2 separate regions of the Oryzias latipes genome follow, and region 2 is linked to region 1. Evidence: chromatin contacts called from public Hi-C data. All regions are on one chromosome and are shown on one strand. Each heading gives the region's core, a stretch centred on a gene start, on an enhancer-like site or on the middle of the called end of the contact. The rest is flanking DNA. Distances are from core to core; before and after follow the strand shown.

What was found. A called contact is a pair of places that touch in the nucleus more often than the background predicts.
Region 2: a Hi-C map of embryo shows a contact between it and region 1, with 3 times the contacts expected there. The contact joins the promoter of dym here to the promoter of LOC101164575 in region 1. A contact is called at or near these places in 3 of 5 Hi-C or Micro-C datasets (embryo and fibroblasts).

Annotation. Positions count from the first base shown.
Region 1 is chr12:9,525,434-9,532,060 of ASM223467v1, reverse strand. LOC101164575 (sphingosine 1-phosphate receptor 3) reads left to right here and starts at 3,433. Exons shown (of 2, transcript XM_011481614.2): 1 at 3,433-3,549; 2 at 3,816-6,627. The coding sequence starts at 3,902. The coding sequence ends at 5,023.
Region 2 is chr12:9,816,685-9,823,311 of ASM223467v1, reverse strand. It overlaps dym (dymeclin), which reads left to right and starts at 3,304. Exons shown (of 17, transcript XM_023961045.1): 1 at 3,304-3,531; 2 at 4,153-4,358. The coding sequence starts at 4,219.

The sequences.
Region 1 (6,627 bases), core at 2,184-4,683:
TGAATGACAGCAAAACTAAAACGGTGAAGCTGCAGCCTGAAACGTAACATTTTACCCATACTCTGCAGACTATGAATATACATAGACTGCTTCTGACCACATATTATGGGTTAGTACAAGCTGATGGTTTCATGCTCAGCCCAAGGTTTTGCAAATGCAGATGTGAGCCCCACACCACTGCAGTTAGCTGAGAAAAGATTTTCCAACCAATGTCTGCTAATCCAGCTGACATTCCACAAACCCGCTCGGTGATTGGTCCCAGATTTTCTCTGTCTGCATCCAGAGTATCACCCGTGTTCCCATAGCTGCTGGCACCTTGTGACCAGCAGGAAATGACTCAGAACTGGGACTGGAACAACGCTAATGGACCATTTTTGGACCACATCTGTTTATTCAGCCACACAAAAAGATTCTCAGAGGTTAATAACTGCAAAAACGGGAAGATATCCACAGTGTGAGCATCTTGAGGCACAAAGACAAGCGTTGAGATTCTGCGCGATTTTGGTCTATGACTCATTTATTCTTGATTTAGTTTAACTTGTGTCTCTCTGTGGAAACTTTTGGGTCAAAAAACGTCTCCAGATTCCACTTTGTCCCATCTGTTTCAAAGAGCCGTCTTTGCGCCTTATAGACCTCCGTCTGGGTGCCCTGCCCATCCTTCCTGGTTATGAGGTCATGAATGGAGGGCCAGAACAAAGGATGGGCCCGGCCGTCTTAGCAGACTCCTACAGCACACTTCATTTGTCCAATTCAAGTAAAAAAATAAAATAAAAGAAAAAGAAAAAGACAGATCTTCTGCTGACTTTTCAAGAAACTCTAAATACCCCCCCCCCCATTTGAGCTAAACATGCTCTGTGCCCTCTTGGGGTTCAGCTGGCAGGAAAAGCTGTCCAGTACAGTGAGAAAAGCCTGGGAGTGCATGTACAGGCAGTGAGTATGCAGATCCGGGCTGCAGAGCTCAAATGCTTTCATGGCTACAAAGAAGGATCAACACAAAACTGTGTCAGGTGTTTCTGCATTCAGTTTCACACAATCACTGAATAATACTTTGTCGTGGTTTAACAGCAACACAACCGTCAATCAAAGACCTCCCGGTTTGATGGCGGTTCTATAAATCACCAGAGAAGCAGCCACACATAAGGACGAAATGTTTTTTTGTCTCTTCCTCCTCTGGCCTCATATTTGCCTTTTACTTGGCCGCCCTTCTTTCCCTTTCATGTCCACCCCTCCCTCCTCCATGACAAACCTTTCTCCTCCCTTTCTCCACCTCTCAGCGATCACCAACAGGTCCATCACCACAAACTTTCTTTAGCGTTCTTCTTTGTCATCGTGCAGCAGAGCTCCTACAAGTTCCTCCAGAGCTCGAATTATTGAAGACCTCGATTTTGGCTGAAGGTGAACAGACAAAAGGAAACATGTAGCAGATGCATTCAAAAGTAAATAAATACTCAATACAAGATCTCAATTCAACATAAAGGAAAATCCTGAACATAAAACTAGATTATTATTAGTGGAACTGCTCATGGTTTCTTAATTGTACAAAAAAATCAATAAGAACTCAAGTTGGGATGTTTTTCACCCAATTCTGAGGCTAATGAGGATTAACTTAAAAAACAACTCAGGACATAAAACAAATTAGGTTAAAATGAAACTACTAGAACCCAGAACATTTTTGTTTGATGTTAAACTTTAAAAAAATATTGATTTTGTTCATTATTTTGGAAAATGTATGCACAATTTCAGGGTAAAGTCAAACATAGATTGGAGGCATTTTATGATTTATTTTAGACTGGAATAATCATCAAAACTATTTGATCTAATGCCTAATGTGGCTGGAAAACTTATGAAAATGAGGACAGTTAGACTGTACAGAAACTTAACAGTAGGTTTTAGTTTCAGCTTAAAAAGTCATTCAGACACATGTTGTGAAGTTTCTCTACTTTAACATTGATCAAGTTTCTGTCTGACTGAAACTGTGAGTAAAACAGACATGGACTAAGTTTTTTTTTAATCCACTTGTGAAGAACCCTGAATACTTTAGAGTCCCTCCGATCATCTTTGGATTTATTATAAAAGCCTTCGCAGTGGTCTTTTAATTGTGATTATGCTTTTTTTAGCTATAAATGTAAAACAGAAAAACTGGTTTTCTGGGACAAAGATGGAACCTGACATCATTGGCCAGACGTGGAAGATAAAACCCAAAAGTACCCTAAACCAAAAGTGTTTAGAATTATGGAAAAATTTATTAAAATCCGCAAGGGTGAGGGTCACCCGTTACAATACCCAATATGTGGGTATTTGGTTCCGGACTTACAGTTCTGGGCGTTTATGTCTGCAGCCAGGTCCCCTTGGTAGCTGAGCGGGGTGCAGCAGGGAGCTTTTGGCCCGCGCAGCGGATTTTCTACATCACAAATACAAACTGTTTCAAACTGCATTTTTTCATCTGCTCCTGATTCACAACGATTTGAATAAAGCAATACTCAGAACAGACATTTTAAGCTTCATTTCCTTAATATGTGTCCTCCATCGCAAAGGAGACGCATAGCGCAAAAGTCTGAGAAAATTGCGATAAACTGATACCTTAAATGTGTTACAACAATCTCTTTGCAGCTTGAAGTATTAAATGAATCAAATAAATCCCTTTTATGTTAGATGCTCGCCTCCTATGTAGACGAGGGTCATTTGGAGAATAATGGAAGTTATGATGACTCTTATTTAAATTAAACTGTTGCAGTGAAATTAAATTGATGTTTTGGGTTGTTTTGGTATTTGTGCAAATAATATCTTCATTGCAATATTGATCACTAATATCGCAAATTGCAAGTTTTCCTCATATCGTGCAGCCCTAATTATTAACCATGACAAAAGTGTTTGATAAGGTTTTGATCCTTTTATTTGTAATGATCTTCCACTCCGCTGTTCTCGTTTGCCACCCTTTTAAAGTCTTCTCCCCCCTTTTGCCCCCCCCCCCCCCCCATAAACTGTTCTAGCTCCACCACTGTTGTACAGAAACTTCACAAAATACGTTTTAATTACCATTTTAGAATGAAATTATGAGGGGACAATTATTAATTTGACAACATAGAGAAAACAAGACTATATAAAGTCAATAAAAAGCTGGTTTGGACAAAGGTGGATGTCAACTTCCTAACAAAGAAACACATACAATATCTTTAAAGTGTCGAGAACTGTTGAGATTTATCCCAGAAGATTACATTTGTCTTGATGAATGGTTTAAACGTGAACTTCCGTGCTGTGTTTGTATGAATGAACCTTTGACGTGACCTCTGGCCGCCTCCGTCCGGGCTGAGGCGGGAACGACTCCGGGGGCAGGCGGGGAGGGAGCAGCTGACTGACTTCCAGCCCACCGCGCGCCGTCGAGCTGCGGACTCCTCGGAGAGCGGCTCGGAGATGGGGAGCTGCTGGTGTCCGTGACCGGACCGCGGAGAGCAGCTTCGAGAGGATGTCCCATGGAGGTCGAGAGGAGAAAGAACTTGTCGGTGCTGAATTTGGTTGAGTTTTCGGGGAACTTTCAGAGTCTGTCCGGCGGTGAGTTGAAGGCTCACGCGGCCGCCAGCGCGCGCGCTCTCTCTCTCAAACCGCTCCGCGTGCGCGCGCAGCTGTGACCAATTTACTTTAAATTTGTAACTCAAAAAACGAATGAATTTAGTTTATACATTTTTGTAACTGTAATTTAAAAGCTTTTTAGACAAATATTTATTAATTATTGTTCTTTTATGTAAAAGAATACCCAACTTATGGGCACTTTTACAAGATAAAAGTATTTTGTTGTCGTGTTTGTTGCTGTTTTATAGATAATAACCAGCATCCTCTGGGGTTAAATCACCCTGAAGTGCCAGCTCAAGTCTGATATCCAGTGTCAGCAGATGGTGATTCCAGGATGAACCCCATTATCTGCCTCCACTACAACTACACAGGGAAGCTGGGCCACCGGAACTGCTCGGGCTCCAGCCCAGGCACCGTCGACGCCAAAACCACGGTGTTCCTCATCATTTGCTGCCTGATCGTCCTGGAGAACCTCACTGTCCTGGTGGCCATATGGAGGAACCACAAGTTCCACAACCGCATGTACTTCTTCATCGGTAACCTGGCGTTGTGCGACCTCCTGGCTGGAGTTGCCTACGCGGTAAACCTGTTCCTGTCCGGAGAGAAGACCCTGCAACTCTCCACCACGGTCTGGTTCATCAGAGAGGGCAGCATGTTTGTAGCACTTAGTGCCTCCATCTTCAGTCTCCTGGCTATCGCCATTGAGAGACACCTGACCATGATCAAAATGAGGCCTTACAACAGCAACAAGAACTACAGGGTCTTTCTGCTGATCGGCGCCTGCTGGGTCGTTGGCATAACGCTTGGAGCTTTACCAATCTTAGGGTGGAACTGCTTGGACAACCTCAGCGACTGCTCCAAAGTCCTCCCTCTTTACAGCAAGAAATATGTAGCCTTCTGTATCACAGTGTTCATGGGTTTGCTGTTAGCCATGTCCATCCTGTACGCACGCATCTACATCCTCGTCAAGTCCAGCAGCCGGAAAGTAAGCAAGCACAGCAGCTCGGAGCACGCCATGTCCTTGCTGCGCACCGTCATCATCGTAGTCGGGGTTTTCATCGTCTGCTGGACACCCGTTTTTATCTTACTCCTGGTTGACGTGTCGTCTGAGGAGCGCTTCTTCATCATCTACAACGCAGAGTGGTTCATTATCGTGGCCATGCTCAACTCAGCCATGAACCCGGTCATCTACACTCTGGCCAGTCGAGAGATGAGACGGGCCTTCCTGGGTCTGATCTGCGGCGCCTGCTACAGGCATAGGGGTTCCGCCACAGGCAGCGGGAACAGGCAGTATTTGGAGCCCAGCCGGAGCCGGAGCAAGTCGTGGAGCAGCCAGAACAACCCCAACCAGCAGCACCAGCCCAGCTCCAGTCAGGCAGAACTGGAAAAGGATCGAGAGGCAGATCCCGGCAAAGCCTCTGGGAGGAAAGGAGCCGCGTGGGAAGAAAAAGACTGAAAAGACGGAAATAATCCAATGTGGAGAGAATGACTGGCAAACAAACAAAACTGGTCCAGAATTGAACATTCCTGCAGTGAGCTGTGACCTTGATGCAGGTGCATGGTGGCATTTGCAATTGGGAAGTATGTGCAACCTCTGTCATTGAAAGGCTTCTTAAGATACTCCCATTTGACCTTAACCATATCAGCACCCAAGTAGAATACACATGACGGATGAGAGGGTATAAAGAAAGGTATGTATAAAGACTATTACAGGCTTATTATCTTGGGGGAGGGGGCAAGCTAAAGTTGTTTTCATACCAGAATAGGAAGTGTACATTTGTTGTTAATTTATTGACTAAAAAGTAGATCCTGTCACTTAAGGAAGGGTTTGAAAAAAGCAGAAATGGATCCGTAAGAAAAAGTACATTTACTCTACAAAAAAAGTAAGAAACGAAAATGTATGTAAACGTTGTTCCACAAATCGCATAGTCTTATCTTGTTTTATTATACAGTATTATATATATTATGTCTTGTTGTAAATGCATGTTGTAGCCATACTGTAACATAAGTGTGCTCATTCATACAGCAGAGCTGCAGTTTTAGTGGTGTCAGGGCTCCATCTGCTGGTCATGGATGGTACTGATGCAAAAAAAAAAAGGTAATGGCCCTGAAATGAACCAAGCCTGGTCAGTCCTGGGACTACCATGTGCTGTAAGTTACTGTAGCCATATCGGGGCGCCTTCCAGCATTTCCATGAGCTGGTCCCAAATCTGGATAATTGCAAAGGGATTGGGTCAGGAGGGGGCATCCGCCGGAAAAGGAAGCCGGATTACGCCTGGCAACCCTTGAAGGGAACAGCCCAAAAGAAAACATACAAAACTTGGGTTGAGGAGGATGTAAATTATAAGTTAATTTATGTTGGATTTTTTATGATGAAATGACTAGAATTGACACTACATAATTAAAAGTAAACTGGTCGTTTACTTCACTCTCCTTTACCTCATAGTAACAGTAGAGTAACATATTATTTAGGATTTAAAAATCCTGTTCACAGTTGAAATTTTGATTATTTTCACCAAAAAATGTGTAATAATTTTGATACATTGAAATGCAATTTTAAACCATTGGCAGCTGCTTGTTAATCTAATTTAAAATGATTTAAAGGATTTTTTTCACACACAAACATGAAAAAATCTCAGATTAGGTGTCAGAGAAGAGAACAGACAACAATTTACAAACTCAGACTTCCAGATTCCAACTTCAGAAGAGTCCTTTCAAATGTTACATATCTGTCACTGACTTTCTGAAATCTGTCTTTCAATTGTTGTAGTTGCCCAATTAGTTTTTTGAAATAAATCATATAGTGATTCCTTTCTGTATGTTGTTACAGAAACATTGCCTGATTGTCTTGAGATTGCACTTAAGGAGTAGGATAATCTGTCGAGAAAAATCTTTATTATTGTGTTGTTGTTGGGAAAACTTCCATTTAAGTTATGTGTAACTCAAAGTTACTGGATCACAAATTGTTCAGTTTTTAAGAAAAAAACATTGTAAAAAGTTTAAGCAGGAATGTTTACCCAAAAAAACTGTTGGTTGTCCTAAAAATAAACCTATTTGCAT
Region 2 (6,627 bases), core at 2,055-4,554, 290 kb before region 1:
TATATATTAGATAGATCCGAAATAGTCCTTTAATAAAGCTGAATAACTGAGGCAGCTAACTTAAGCTTCATCAACTTTGCTGACGCAGTTCAAGTTAAGCTAGCTCATCAGGCTGTCTGTCTAACTGTCAAATGTTTATCTTACTTTTGGGACTACAGCGCCACCTTTTGAGGCTTTGTTCTCCTTATATTTTTTTCTTTTAATTACTCAATTTTCCTGCTGCTTTAAAGCAATCAAACTGAGTTGGTCAAACAAAGTTTGTTAAAATTGTTTTTGGACAAATGGTTTTTTAGGAGTTTTTCCTTACCGCGAAGGGGGGTCTAAGGGCAGGGATGCCAGTATAGCTTAGTCAGTTTGTTAGTTCTTTTTAGTATTTTCCTATTGAACTCTTTGTATTCATGATCCTTTTGAGTTCATGTTTTACTTCGAAGCCCATCGAGATGACTGTTGTTGTGATTTTGGGCTATACAAATAAAATTGAATTGAATGGAATTCAAAGGTAGAGCAGCGCTCAAATCTCAATACACGGTCCACAAATGGACACAAATAGATGAATCAAACTTTGTGGCAATATGATACAGTCCAAATCTTCTACCTAATTGTAGACAATGTATTTATTATTCATTTATAAAACTATAAACAAAATGCCAACGAGAGAAACTTACTTACTGCCACTTTTTACTTTTATCAATTAAGCAAAGTCCTTAACATAGAAGCTTCAAACATAAAGACTTGGTATTCTGCGTCTTTAATATTGATTTTCCCCTTGTGGTTATTTGATTTAGGCCTTGTTTGCAGTCCTGTGGGGAAAAAAGGATTGTAATATGTTTATAGCACACAAAACGCATCCCTCCCTGTAGTTCCCCTTTAGACAATTGTAATTGGCCCGACCAGGTAGAAGCAAGCTTGTGATTGGACGTCTTTTTATTTGTATCATTTGGACTTTAAAGTCCCACTCAAATCATCTTTGTGATCTTTTTTAAAAGGTTCCCAGTGGCCTCGTTATTATGACGATGCCGTTTTAGTCACACACAACAAACAAACAAAAAACCTGTGTTGTTCTTAGAATTCACTTCTAAGTTGTGGGCGGGACCATTAGTGCGGAGTAAGCCTTCCTCCACTTCCCATCATCCATTTGTTTACACACTCATCTGCTAGTTTACAGCCTTTTACACCAACCTAACATTACCAGTGGCAGATGCCAGCCTTGACAAGAAAAACAAGGACGTAGATGGACGCATAGGAATGGAACGGCGAAGGGAGTGTGTGGTGTACTTTGGCACCTGTGTCACAAGAACACTAAGAACACTGTTTCCATTGGACTGTGTTTTTAGAACGGCAAAGGCAGTAGAGAGCACAACAGGAAGAGAAACTGACAAACTGTATATTAGAAGCCTATTATTTACTTCCAGATCAATTTGATATATTTTTACCAAGATAATCTTGTTTGTATCAGTGGTTTTCAACCAATACTGCTATTACTCCCAGTGCTGCATCTATTTTTTGATATATATCCATATCTTTTACATCCCTAAAAATATAGTCAATGGTTCAAGCCCCTTTTTTAATGTGCTCTTAATTTTTTACAACAGCCTAATTTTTTTACTTTAGTCATGTGGTCGTACTAAGCAGAAGTAGCCTTTACCATGATGGAATGCAAACACGCAGGTTTATTACACCATAAACCCACATCCAAAGATTTCTGAGAACAAAAAAAAAAAACATGTTAGGGAATCGAAACAAATCTCTTCATTTTAACCTTTTCTTACTCATTTGTCTGTCTTCTTTGTTTCAGTCTTGACAGCTGAGATCATTATCTGAGACACAACCATGGTTTGCATTCCCTGCATTGTGATTCCTGTCCTGCTATGGGTCTACAAGAGGTTCCTGGAACCCATCCTCTACCCGTTCATTTCCCCCATCATCAACTCATTCTGGGGAAAGAAGGCAGTCCAGAATACGGCAGCGGGTGATCAGAAAGTCTGTCAAGAAACTAATGGGACTTGCAAGGTAATCACGCAATAGTATGAAAATATATTTAAAAAAACAAACTTCTAACACTTTTAAAATTCACTTTTAATGTTATGAGTCTAAATAAATCCATAGAAGTGAAACAAAATATGTAATTATACTTTTGTCAGATAATTTATAGCATGCTTCTTTTCTAAAACTATGGTAACCAATAAAAGGTCTAGAAAGCAGGTGTTAAAAGACAATTGTTTGTGATTTTGCGATTGTTGTATTTTTGTCTTTCAGGCTGAAAGCAACAGTGAGATGACTTCAAATGGGTCTGCCTTAACAGCAGATAAGAAGACAGATTAACAGTTTAAAATGAAATGAAAAGATTCCTCTAATGTAAAATGGAGATGCTATGAATTAACTTATCAGTTGTGTACTATTGACTTTTTAAAAATGTATTCCCAGCTGTTGTTTTGCACATTCTCTATGTTTTATTACTGTATATATATTTTTCTTTAGGAACATTAACTTAATTCAATAAATTCCTCAAGATTGAATGTTCATGTGTAACTTTTGGTCTGATGACATTCTGGCATATTGTGCATTGTATTTTTTTTTGCAAATTATTTTTTTGGCTGATGGTTCTCTGCAATAAAATATTAGTCATTTTTGTGGTTTTCAGGGGTAAGCGAGGTAAAGTGCTGAAAAAATTCTCTAAAATAAAATAACCTTTTTTTGCTATGGTTATGTCACATGTATTTTTTGTAACCGTAGACTTCTTGTCCTCTTGTGTTCATCAACATTTTGACCTTTTGTAAAATTTCCCAAAAGCATTTAATGTTTCCTTGTCTGTAAATGACAGACACAGTTGTCTTCTCATCAGCCTGGGGGTCTGGTTTTTGTTACTTATCGCAAAGTGTGGGGGGTGAAAAATGCATTTGTCCTTGTTTGGTGTAAGAAAAAAACCACACAGGAAGACGAAAGCCCCCTGGTGTCTGCTGGTGGATCACCGTCAAGGAAAGTAAATGAAAAACGGAAATGGACTAAAAACGACTTCCGAGATATTTTAAAAAAAAAAGCTATAACATAATTTTTTTTTATCATATTGCATATTATTATATTTACATTTTATTATATTGCATAAATGATTGAAGTAGAACAGTCCACACAATTTTTTTCTTTCCCCCCTTTTTTTCTTTTAATGCGTTCATTGTTGCCATACTAAAAATGCTTCATTTAAAGATTATTTAAATTAATTTATTGTTGGTTTAAAAATAAGACTGGCTAAAACGGTCCAAAATTGAACTAAAGGGATTCTAAAAAATGCGTAGCGATGCAACGGGCTTACGTCATTCTGACGCCAGGGGTGGCGACGTGGAGAACATGGAGGACACGAGTGTGTAGAGTAAACTCAGCTCGGAATCAAACCCTAATTTTTAAATTGGCATTTAACATTTTTCGCCGATAAAACTGACATTGAGTGGGACGGTAACAAAGCATCACCACTGAACGGACGTGGGGGGCAGTGGACTGACCGCGCAGAAATAAACACAGGAAATTCTAATTTGACAGGTAAGCGGAGCGGTCAGCTGATGATGCAGCGGACGTTAGCCGCTTTAAGGCTGTTAGTCAACGATCAGCTGAGGAGACATGGTACGGAATTGGACCCACGTTTAGCTGTACATTGATTATATTTGACAACAGTCGTTTAGCAGAGTTAAAGTAACGAATACGTGTAATAATGGTCTGTTTACTTTGAAGCCGGTACTAGCTAGCCCATTTGGTTAACTAGCCAATAAAATTCAGGACACTGCAAAATTCATTCAATTATAGTATGCTAAATTGTCCATTGGGTTTGGGTGTAATTTTCAGAATAAAAAAATAACTTTTACTTGAAAACGTTTAACTATTTGTTCTCTGCAGCTAGCAGCACTTTCGTCAAATCCCTTATTGGTCTACTTGTGTGCTAAAGGTGTGTCATTCGAATAAAACAAAGCATGTCCTGGTTTGCTGCAATAAAGCTCACATTTATAAAAGCCTCCATGTCTTATTACTGTTAAAACTGTCAATAAGGACCCAATTTCCCCATTTGCTCAGACAGACAAAAAAGCTGTTTTATGTCTTTTCAGCTTTATTATTTTTTTGTTTTTTGTTTTTTTAGACTTGAAGCTGACCAAATCTTTTTACTCCAAGATTTGGCTTATGCCCGGCGAATAACATCTGACGAGGGACAAGTCTGGCTGGACAGAGTCGGCAAAGATGGGAGCCAACACCAGTCAGGTCAGCGACCTGTCCAATAACCACAACCTCAAGGCCCTGGTAGGACCTGAGTCCATATCTGAGAATGATCCCTTCTGGAACCAGCTCATCTCCTTCACATTCATCAGTCCCACTAGCAGGTAAAGGCACTTTTATTTTGTGCTGAGATGTTTTATCAAAAGGTTTCAATTTTCTGCTCTTGAACTCTGCCACCTTTGGCCATTTTTGTGTCTCTTGTTGGTTAAAGAGGATTTAATGTTGCTAAATCTATTCATTTTATTGTTAACTATGTGTTATCTTGCATAAAATCAACAGTTTGATTCCAATGAGGCCTTAGACTAAAATCAGAGGAGAGGAAGTTGGAAATGTCAACAGTTACGTTTTTCCAAGGAACTATCCAAGGTTACAACACAATATTTCCAAATCGTTGACAGCTAATTGAACCCCAGGCATTAATTCCCACTCCAATGAAAAATGGGTTTTTAACATGTTCTTGTAGCATTTTTCTCATGATGGAGAACATGTATAAGAAAATGAAGATTATAGCTGGTCCGGGTATTCCTTTTTTCAAATTGTTGCGAATCAGGAGAAGACGAGAAAATGCCTTTACATTACATTTTTTTGTTGCACTGGTAATGCTAGGTTGAGGGTGTGAGGGCCTGTAAGCTAGCGGTAGAGAATGTGAACAAAGGGATGGTGGGAAATGAGGGTAGGCTCACTCCACACCAAGAGTTCCACCCACAACTCAGAGGGGAATTTCTGATGAACTCCTGCCGCTCTGCAGAAACTATGTCCTAAAAAAAACACAACACAGTTTCTTTTTATTTTGGCTAAAAAAAAAACAAAATCATAATTAAAACAACACTGGGGACAATTTGAAAACGGATCAAAATCTGATCTGGGTGGGACTTTAAATTGAATGTTAACATTCTAAGCAAAAAATTGAAAGAAATGAAGCATCTGAAAGGGAAATACAAAGTTTACTTTATACTAAAATGCAATTTTTTTTAAATGAAATTTAACCTAGACTATTAATTTTCAAATTTAAAGAACAAACTTAGACAACCCCTGCAGTTTGTTCAAAATGTGTCAATGTCTAACATATTTTCAGAAAATGTAACCTTTAAGCTCAACTGCCCTCTGGACATTAAGGCATCTGTCTGGCTGTGTACTAAGGCAGATTTAGTGTAACCCCACACACAGAGAAAGCATGATGAATTTTTAAAACAGATTCCATCTGAGCTCATCCTGGTTAATGTCCAGCCTTTTTCAGGATGGCTGACGTCAAACATTTTAGCTTTGTATTGACAGATTGAAGAGATGTGAAGGAACTTTTGCTTCCCTCTCCCAAACTGACTGCAACTCCTGTAAAACGTTAATCTAGATAGAATGTTGTTTACATTCTGAAGTTTTAGTCACATTTCTACTAAGTAACTATGCAAAAAGAGCACAGGAGTAGTTGAAATCCAACACAAAGGTTTTAGAAAAATGAATTTAGTAAAGCAATCTTTAAGAAAAAGTTTAGGATACATTTGAAACCTTTAAGAAATGTTTGAACCAATGAATCATTTTAATGCAATTTTTACATATTTTTTGTCATTTTCTTATTACAAAAAAATAATTATTAAATTAGGTAAGCACATTTTCCATTTCATTTAGCTCCATCTTACTGGATCCCTGTTTCTTTTCTTTTCCAGTTATTTCTAAAATTTCTGCAGCCCTTTTGTCAACCACACTTCTGGTGCCATTTCCTTTTCTTTCAGGCATAAGTCAGTCACTTGTCCTCAATATTTATATACTCTTTTAAGGTTCATTTTCAGTGAAACTGCTCAAGGAGCTGTAACTTATGTTATGCAGAGATCATAAATTCTGTGCTGTGTTAAAAATAAGTGTATTTCCTCTCAATAATGTGTGAGGTGAGCTAGATGGTCTATTTCTGCTAAGTTGTGCAAATTATTTCTTTATCATAGTTGCAAAGACTTTACCATCACTTTTATGAGTTCTTTAAAAATGCAAAGTTTTCTTCAGTTTTCTTTCTTTTTTTTTTTCTTAAAAAAGTTAAGAAAAGTGAAAAGCCCAACTTATGGAAAAATCTTTCAATTGTTTCCATGAAAACATGAAAATCCTCTAAGACTTCAACCATCGTACAATTTGACTCGATTTAATGTTAAGGAATTGTTCCAAGTTATGTAAGCTGAGCTCTTCTGGAAATGCATTTTAAGGGACTCTCTTTTCTCCAAATGAATCAATAATTTAATTAGGATTTTTACACAGCGGCTGCACGGTGGCGCAGTGGTTAGCGCTCTTGCCTAAGATCAAGACGGTTCAAGTCCCGGCTGGGGACATGAAAAACTACATCAATGGGGGACCTTTCTGAGTGGAGTTTGCATGTTCTCCCCCTGCATGCGT